2 separate regions of the Zea mays genome follow, and region 2 is linked to region 1. Evidence: chromatin contacts called from public Hi-C data. All regions are on one chromosome and are shown on one strand. The core of a region is the stretch at or near the end of the contact, and the rest is flanking DNA. Distances in the headings are between cores, read along the strand shown.

The links. Hi-C and Micro-C count contacts between places; a contact is called where the count stands out from the background.
Region 2: a contact with region 1 is called in a Hi-C map of ear, with 2.4 times the contacts expected there. The contact joins the promoter of LOC103650339 here to the enhancer-like site in region 1. A contact is called at or near these places in 2 of 25 Hi-C or Micro-C datasets (ear and endosperm).

What each region holds. Positions count from the first base shown.
Region 1 is chr3:101,438,141-101,442,443 of Zm-B73-REFERENCE-NAM-5.0, forward strand. No RefSeq gene overlaps it. Among protein-coding and RNA genes, the nearest start is that of LOC100192709, 7.9 kb to the left of the region's middle. Within about 2 kb of position 1,866, at least 7 of the 20 cell types and tissues checked have an H3K27ac peak or open chromatin away from gene starts, as enhancers often do. A contact at or near this core is called in ear, where this site is marked.
Region 2 is chr3:101,763,685-101,767,987 of Zm-B73-REFERENCE-NAM-5.0, forward strand. It overlaps LOC103650339, which reads right to left and starts at 1,896. Exons shown (of 2, transcript NM_001374176.1): 1 at 1,550-1,896; 2 at 930-1,448. The coding sequence starts at 1,849. The coding sequence ends at 1,119.

The sequences.
Region 1 (4,303 bases), core at 616-3,115:
TTCGTTTTAGATCAAACACATATTGATTAATTGATCTATGGATGTAGTTTGTATGTCTGTCTATTCATTATCACTTATTTGAATGTGAATAAAAAAAAAGAGGGCTAGAAAGAACTATATTATGGGACGGAGGGAGTATTTCACATTGATCTATGGATGTAGTTTGTATGTCTGTCTATTCATTATCACTTATTTGAATGTGAACAAAAAAAAGAGGGCTAGAAAGAACTATATTATGGGACGGAGGGAGTATTTCACATCGAAGTTTCCAGGTTTGTTTCAACCCTGTTCAAATTGTGAGCCTTGGCTGTATTTGATTTTAAGTTTGAATAATCCACCTGCTGTAGGTAGTTTGGTTAAAAGACATTGCTATTTTTCTGCTTAGTGATACTGATATCAGTTATTCATTTCTCGTCCATCTATTTTTGAAGTGTCAGTAGTGGTTTGTTAAACTTGTTTTCCTGAGCTTGCTCCTGATTCTGGCAAGTTTTTGGGCTCCTGGCACTTCACTTTTATGATCTTATTTTGATTTGTTTATTACAGGAAAGTGGTTCTGGACTGGAGTATGTCCTACATGAGTATGCATAGTTCATTAGTATGTCTGCCTTACAGTTAAATTTTTCTATATGTTTGTTATTTGTAAGTTATTGCTGGTAATTTTATTATGGTATCATAATGCATGAGGTGAAGTTACCAGACTTCTAGAAGGTTTATGTTATTAGCTCATATCAAAGATAAAATTCTACTCCTGTGCACTTATTTTCCTTGAATGAAGATTCGATTCATTCATTGAACAAGAACCTGGCTTTGAATCCAGATTTTAAAAATGGTAAACGTCAATGCTACCATTGGGGTAGTATGCACTAGCCAATCTAGTTTTTGACATAGAAGTGTCTGAGTTTTGAGGGCTTTCTGCTGCAGGTGCGTGAGCAGTGATCGTGGAAGAACCTGTGTTGGGAGATGGTAGAGAAGATGTGCTCAAGATTGTTTTTCGGTCAAAGTCTTCTCAGGTGCTGCTGAAATTAGACCGGCATTGCGAGTGCAAGTTGCCGCTTTTATTCTTCGCATATGTTGGCCTTATGACTCCATTTATTCAATGGCCACCTGAATGACTCTCCCAAGTGGCAGAGATCAGGACTTGTGAGCTTGATGCCGTTGAAGTAGAGCTTCTGATGCTTGATGTTGGTTGTCGCCCTAGTGGTGGGTGGGGACTATGGATCCACTGGGAAGCCTGATGAGGTCGATGACATCAGGGGCACAGTGATGGAATGCCTGGATAGGAAGTCCAACACCTGGCTCTCAGAGATGGACGCAGGGGACAGAAGCCTATCCCGGGGCATCCTGAAGGTGCTACGGGGTATCTTCTCCTGCACCACCCTGACGAGCATGACAAAGGTGAAGTAGCGCGGCCGCTGTATCTACTGTGCTCTGGTGGCAATGTAACTGCTGACCATCTGGTTGGGGACTATGGTTTCACTAGAGGCTGACCACATGAGAGTGTTGACCAGGATCATTGTAGCAAGGAAGGAGGAAGCCATGGTGTAAATGGGCAAGCAAGGTATGGCTATCTATTGCTCCCTGAGTCTCTAGCAGGTTGTTTTGTTACCAGATTGTGGTCTCCCTGGGTTGGGATGTGGTTGGTACAACTCTTGCACGCTTATTTCATGTGTGAACTACTGCTTTTCATGTTATCATCATATCTAGTATTCAGTGAATTCTCCACGTTGATAGCACAAACCATGTGTTTCAAGCCCGTTAGTAAATGATGTTCAAATTCAACCAAAGACAGGCTGATTCCCGCCTCATGCGCCATCTGTTTTACTTTGTGCAGACTCCTGGGCGTCAATGCCGTCACAGTAAAGTTAGCAGGGCTAGAAGTGGCCTTGTTATTTTGCAGAACAAAATGGGGCGTGCAAGATTTGGACTCAGCCCACTTTGTTCCGAACGTTTGGCTCTTACCACTATAGTTCTTGTTCACTTGTGTTATACTCCTATAGAGAGAGATTGTATGTACGAGTAACTAATGTGTTTGGTTGAGGACTGAGAGAGACTGGAGTGGCTCCATTTCTATTTTCTAGTGTTTGGTTACGCAGTGAGAGAGCGGAGCGGTTCTTGGAGCGGCTATATTCCATTATACGACTGATATCTGGAATGAGGCTGCTCGGCCAAATCGATTGGACGTCAGTCAGTGTTCTCGTTCTCTCTGCTCCTTTGTTCTCTTGTGTGACCAGTGCATCCATGACCCGCCGTCGTGAGGAGCTCCGCCGTCATTCGTTGAGTTAGGTGAGTCCGCCACCACCACTTCCCTCGTCGACCCCTTTCCTCCACTATTTCTGCTTCTACCATTGCCCCCTTCCTTCACGCCATCAATAGATCTGCTCTGTCTTCTCCCTTCACTAGATTTGTCGGGTGTAGGGAGCTTCACAAGTGGTGGATCTGAAGAGAAATGGCAGAGAAGACTTGGCATCTAGGTCTTGTCTCGTGCACGTCTTCGTTCTCGTTCGTCGTCGGATCTAGCTACAGTGGAGACGCATGCCACCCGCCTTCCTCCTCTCTCAACCTCTCCTCTCCTATCTGTCGCTAGGTCTGACGCAAGACTTGAGAAGCAGCCACCTGTAAAGAACACATACAATTTGCTAGGAATGTGTAATAAAACAGATGCGCCGGGAGCTGAAGGTGTCCTTGAGCCGGAGGGCGAGTTAGTTGTTTTTAAGACTTTTTTTACTGGTGGACTTCGCTTGCCTGTGCACCGGTTTCTAGTTGAAGTGCTGCGGAAGTTCGAAATTCAAATTCATCAGTTGACGCTGAACGATATGGTAGCGTTGGCGAAGTTTGTCTGGGCGGTCACTTCGTACGGCGAGGAACCATCGGTCGAGGTCTTCGCCAAGAATTACTATCTTCATTGGCAGAAGAAGATGATTGGTGGATTGATTACCCAATTTAGGTCCTGCACATTTACGCCGAGGACTGGGAAAACATCGGTCGAAGTTGTTGAGATTGTGTCGGGCGTCAAGAACAAGTGAGGTAATTGGTGTGATTTCTGGTTTTATGTGGCACCAGAGGACATCGAAGGGGTGCCTAGTCTGCCCCTGTCTATCTTGTGTTCACATTACTATGTGGCATTTCCACAATATAAAGTGAAGAAAGGAGATAAGGGCGAAGGCCTATTGGCACGCAGCCCGGATGAGCAGCGACCGGGATTTGGTTGAAGAATTCGTTGCCTACGGTGTGTGGCCGCTAGCTCATGGCTGGGATCCGGACGAAGTCAAGATTCGCCCGATGCCCTTTTTGGGTGATCGGATGGTGCAGAGCCCTGCCTTCGCCATTGATTTGCGAGGGGGGGGGGATGCGGCCACCTTAGTTAGGGAAGTTGAGTCGGAGGGTGTTAAAATTGTTGGTAAATATTTGTCGAAAACAGAGTTAGTTAGGAGTTGGGATATACGAGGTTCCAAAGTCAGGTTGAACCGAGTTTTTGAGTTGAATGGTTTGCGGTATGGTCCTTACCCGGAGGGGGGTTCTGCTGATGTTGGGGATGACTGAGGGAAAAAGGTGAAGACCCAGTCAGAGGAAGGCACCTCGAAAGGGAAGCCCGTGATTACAGCGACTCGAAAGAGGAAGATGGATGCGAAAGGTACGAATAGGATAATGGTGAGGCCGAGGGCCTCTAGGTGTTTCGTTGAGGAATTGGCGGGGACATGCGCGGGGCTTGGGGAGGTCATGACTTCGTCCGATCTCTGGGAAACGTCTTCGCGAATGCTGAAGGTGACCAGGGGTCAGTGGCATAGGAAAGACCCTGTTCCCTGGGCCGCTGGCGATGACTACTTTACGTCTTGTATGGCTCATAAGTTTGAAATCTTTCCTTACAGAAGAAATATTGGTGATGTTGTGTCAACAATGATGGAAAAGGACCGTCAGGAGTCCCTGCGGAAGAAGCGGAAGACCCCGCTTCAGCTAGTGGACCCGCAACACGACGCTAGGGTGTCGCATCCCAGCGCGAAGGGGGCTGCTGCGATGCCCCTCCGGCGGCGCTAGTGGCGCCCGAGAGGGTGTCTTCGCCACGGCGCGCTGTTGAGGTTGTGGTTTCAGAGACTGGAGGGACATGCCAGGAGTTGTCCGTTGACGACTATCTGGTAGGAGGTGTCACCATGTTTGATGCCCTGACAGGGATGCCGCCTGCTGGTAAGTAGGGTGTTGGTTTGTGGATTGTGTATGGTGACACATGTTTGTGCTAACCTATGTTTTGGGTGCAGGGACTGAAACTAGGCAGTTGGTGGTAGCACCGGTGAGGCCACCCGTTGACACA
Region 2 (4,303 bases), core at 646-3,145, 330 kb after region 1:
TTCTCCAATTTGTTCCATAAATCATGGAAATCTCCAAATATAAAAGTTGCCTAGTTTTTGTTACTCCACTACTTTGATATATGCACTTTGGTCCAAAAGTGCATAAAAATTGGAGTCACCTCATAAGGCACTAATTAGGGTTTCTAGGGTCCTTATTAGGGTTTGAGTGTTCTAGGGTTTATGTACCACTCCAACACTCTAAGTTTAGTCTCTTTTGAACATCTTCACTAACCTTTGAGTTCATAATCAAATTGCTATCTCACACACCCACATGCTTCTAGTCCTTGGGTAAGCACCCTACCCTATGGTTAAGGATCAATTCAAGGCATCACATCACAACTTTTTTTTTATTTTTTACCTAGTGGATGCACTTTAGGTATATCATACATAATGAAATGCTAGTGCAAATGATGTCATGCAAAAGTTTTAGTTTTGGTAACACCAAGGGTGTTACACAAAGGTAATCTCTTTGCCGAGTGTCACCTACAACACTCGGCAAAGGCACCTTCTCCGTTACCAGTCGTCGTGACAGCGGCTTGTCTTTGCCGAGTACCGAGTGACACTCGGCAAAGTCTTTGTCGAGTGCCCGATAAAAAGTACTCGACAAAGAAGCCGTTGACGATGTACAGTTCGCCGATCTCTCTTTGCCAAGTGTCATACTCGGCAAAGCCTTCGCTGAGTGTTTTTCAGACACTCGGCAAAGAGCCCGATTCCGGTAGTGGTAGCGTGTTGCCGGTACTTGACCTCGACACCAAACACTAGAAGTGTACTAACTGACAATGCTCTCTACGACGTATGGACGGTCTACAGCATGAGGCCGGATGATCCTTGACCCTGATGCAGGAGTGGGTCTCCTCTGCTCATTTGCGATGGAAATTCGGTGGCCGGGGAAAGGATACTCCCACTCCTAGTGCGATGAACAACAAAGGAAATAAAGTAGATTTGATTGATTTGTTTGATTCGTGCAACCGACCGTACCCCTTTTTATATGCATGCATGATTTCACATTCATACACCCATTACCCAGGTAATAGTAATACTAACCCATGCACCACACAACTCAACTATGGTTTCCTCCTTTCTACAAGCTTCTGCCAGTGGAGCGCGCGTGCATGCGCCTAATGGAGAAGGCTGAGGGTCTCCAGCGGCTTGACGGCGGCACCGAGCCTCGGATAGGCAGGCGGCACAACAGAAGGTGGCAGCGGCTGCACGAACTTGCAGTTGGGGCAGGACGGGGAGGACATGCAGAGCATGACTAGGAGGTGACAGTTGGCGCACGGCACGGCCACCATGTTGCCTCCAGAGAACAAGGTGCCAGCGGGTTTCCCTGGCTCATCCTCGTCGGGAGCTGTGGAGATGTTGAGGTCCACGTTATTCAGGCTCTGCTCCCGGGGTCGAACCCAGCTCTTCTTCAGCGTCTTCCTGTTCAGGTAATACATCCTCCCAGACTGCATGCCAAAAAACAAAAAATACACAATGATGAGAGACAATTAATCATGGCAGGACACTTGTAGGTGATATTTTACTCACAGAGAGTATTGGTACTCACTTGGAGGTCGAGGCACTGTTCCCAGTCGAGAGGCAGGGGGTGGTTGAGCTGGAGATCCAGGCTCGCGGGCGGCTGCTGATGCACCTCCCAGTCCCAGCTGGCCGCCGTATAGTTCTTCCTCTTCTTCCGGGGGCTTCCATGAGACTCGATCGAGGAGCTCTTGGCTGCCAGGCCACCACCGGTTGCCAAGCCCGGCCACACTGGGCCGAGCGACAGCTCCGGCTGCAGCTCTATCAGTCTCCGGCTCCGGGCGGCCTCGTCCTGGTGGAACTTCTTCACCCTGAGGAACTCGGTGGTCATGGCCGGTCGTGGCTGGCCACCACCACACCACGGGTCTATTTATATACGTACATACCAATATATAGCTAGCTAGGAGGAGGAGAGAACTGACAATTGCTGGACTAGAGGGGTAGTAGCACAGCACTGTAGTTTTGATTGACGGGAGGGGTGATGCTCATGCTGAGAGTTCATGCAGGGGAGGGAGGAGGCTTCAATGGCCTTCATCCAACCCGCATTAACGGGAGGGCAGGCCGGCATTGAAGGTGGCGAGTAGCTAGCTAGAGTGACCTTAATAAATGTCGCAAATCTCCCCACGCACCTCCACCTACGTACATGTACACGTCATAATGCCAGCCCAGCCCAGCCCAGGAGAGCCACCTCAAAATCTCTCCTTGTAAGCTGTATGTAGACTGCTGGTAGGATTTGAAGCGCGATCAGCTGCAGCAGAAGCAGAAGCAGGTGCAGCAGGTGCAGCTGCATGGGCAGCAGCAGCGTGGCTGTAAACTGAGATGATGTTGGTGGTTCGTCTGTTCAGAAGGTGGGCACGCAGGAACTGTAACTGAGCTGGTTGGATTAATTGGAGGGTAGCACTAGATCCTGCTTGCACATCGTATACGAGTCACAATTTATCATGCATTACCTCTTGGTCTTGAAACAACAATGCACATAATCTAGTACTGTGCACGCAGGGTAGCTCCTGTCCATAGTGGAAACCGGTGGTGTACGTTGACCAGTTGGAGAAGATTGGAGCTGCGATGCGATGGCCATCCGTATCCGCCATCTCCAACAGTACCTATACACGTACTCTCCTGCTGCTGTCTGTGCTGGCCTCCAGCAGCTCTGCACGTCAGCATCACTGCGTAGGTAAATAATGGCTATGCGTGTGAGCTTGTCCGAGTTAGGAGTAGATGCAACTAGCAGGTCGGTGGTTCATAGACGACGCCACTTGAGTCAAGGAGCAGCATAGGAGAGAGAGAGAGTGGCAGAGCGCGCCCTCCGCCGTGTTATATCGAGCAAAGATGATTAGACAGAATTGATGGTGAGAAAATACTTTGTTATTCAATTTTAAATAACAATAACAAAGGATACCCGCTCTGATTCTTTTCTACCAAACTAGCTCTAAACCCCTCTTACTAAAAAAATGAATAGCAAGGTGCTCCCAAACAAGCGACAAAGATCAGTTTGAGACCAAGAAAATAGGAGGGGTTGAGTCGGCTAAAATCACTTTTAGATCTACTTTGGGAGCAAGGTAGGCTAAACCTAGGGATGGAAAATCCCCACGCATATAACTAACAGGGTGTTTGAATGCACCGGTGCAAACATAAAGTTGACTTATCACTTGCGATTCAAGTTGATCATAAGTGATTGTCAACGGGTAGCACTCTGGGGTAGTCAGAGGACTGACCAAAGTGTGAGATTATGTATGTGCAACCATATCGGTCGGCTTAAGGTGTATATATGTGGAGCACAGAGACGGTGGTCGACGACGAAGGTGAAGATTTTGCGGGTTCGTACCGATGGACCGAGAGCAGTAAAGGACGAGCACTGGGATTTGACCAAGGACCGGAGTCTTAGGGTGACCAGTCGTGGTGGCTGACATCTGGGACACGCACTCGCGCGGTCGAGGACTAGCGGGACACGTGTCTAGAACGTGGGGAGGCAGACGGGGTGCGATACTCACAGCGGTTTTGGTGGTTGAGCCTCAAAACCACCCAGCGCTATAGACGACGGGTTTTCGACTCGGCTTGGCCTTAAAACCCAGCGATGGCAGTTTTGGTGGAAACTGGAGGCGGCACGTGGTGTGATCACGGAGGGTACCTCAAGGCGAAACAACTTCGAGTGAAGTGCATGGCCATCAGACGAAAACTCCAGGAGTTTGTCCATTTCACACCCAGTGGAGTGGATAGACTTTATGTAAATAGGGTTAGATTAGGAAATAGAAATAACCCTCTATAAATAGAGATGAGCTCTGATTAGTTTAGTATCTCTTTGTCTTAGTTTCATTTGACTCTTATTTTAGAACTATAGATGGCCAATAAGCACGAGGCCCATGAGCCCGGCATGAAGCCCGTTGTTTGGGTCCGATCCGAGCCCGGCACGACCCGGTTCTATGCGGGTCCGAGCAGAAAACTAAGCACGGTGGGCTGGCCCGGCACGTCCTGTTTACCTCGAAGCCCGTCAAGCCTGCTTTTTTGCACTAAACCGTGCTTACCGGGACGGCCCGATCCGTTTAGGCTCGCTTCAGGCCGAGCTTGGACAAGGAAACGAGCCCGCGGGTTTAAATGGCCCGGCCTAGTTTTCTAACCGTGCCTGGCGGGCCGGGCCCAAAACAGGACGGGCTTCATCGGGCCCTGGCGGGGCTGGGCCGGGAGGCCCGTTTGGCCATCTCTATTTAGAACTCCTAGTTTTTGAAGCGTGCCAATCCTCTGGGACTCAAATGTGATACAATTACTAGTCCCAAGAGGCTAGTAAACA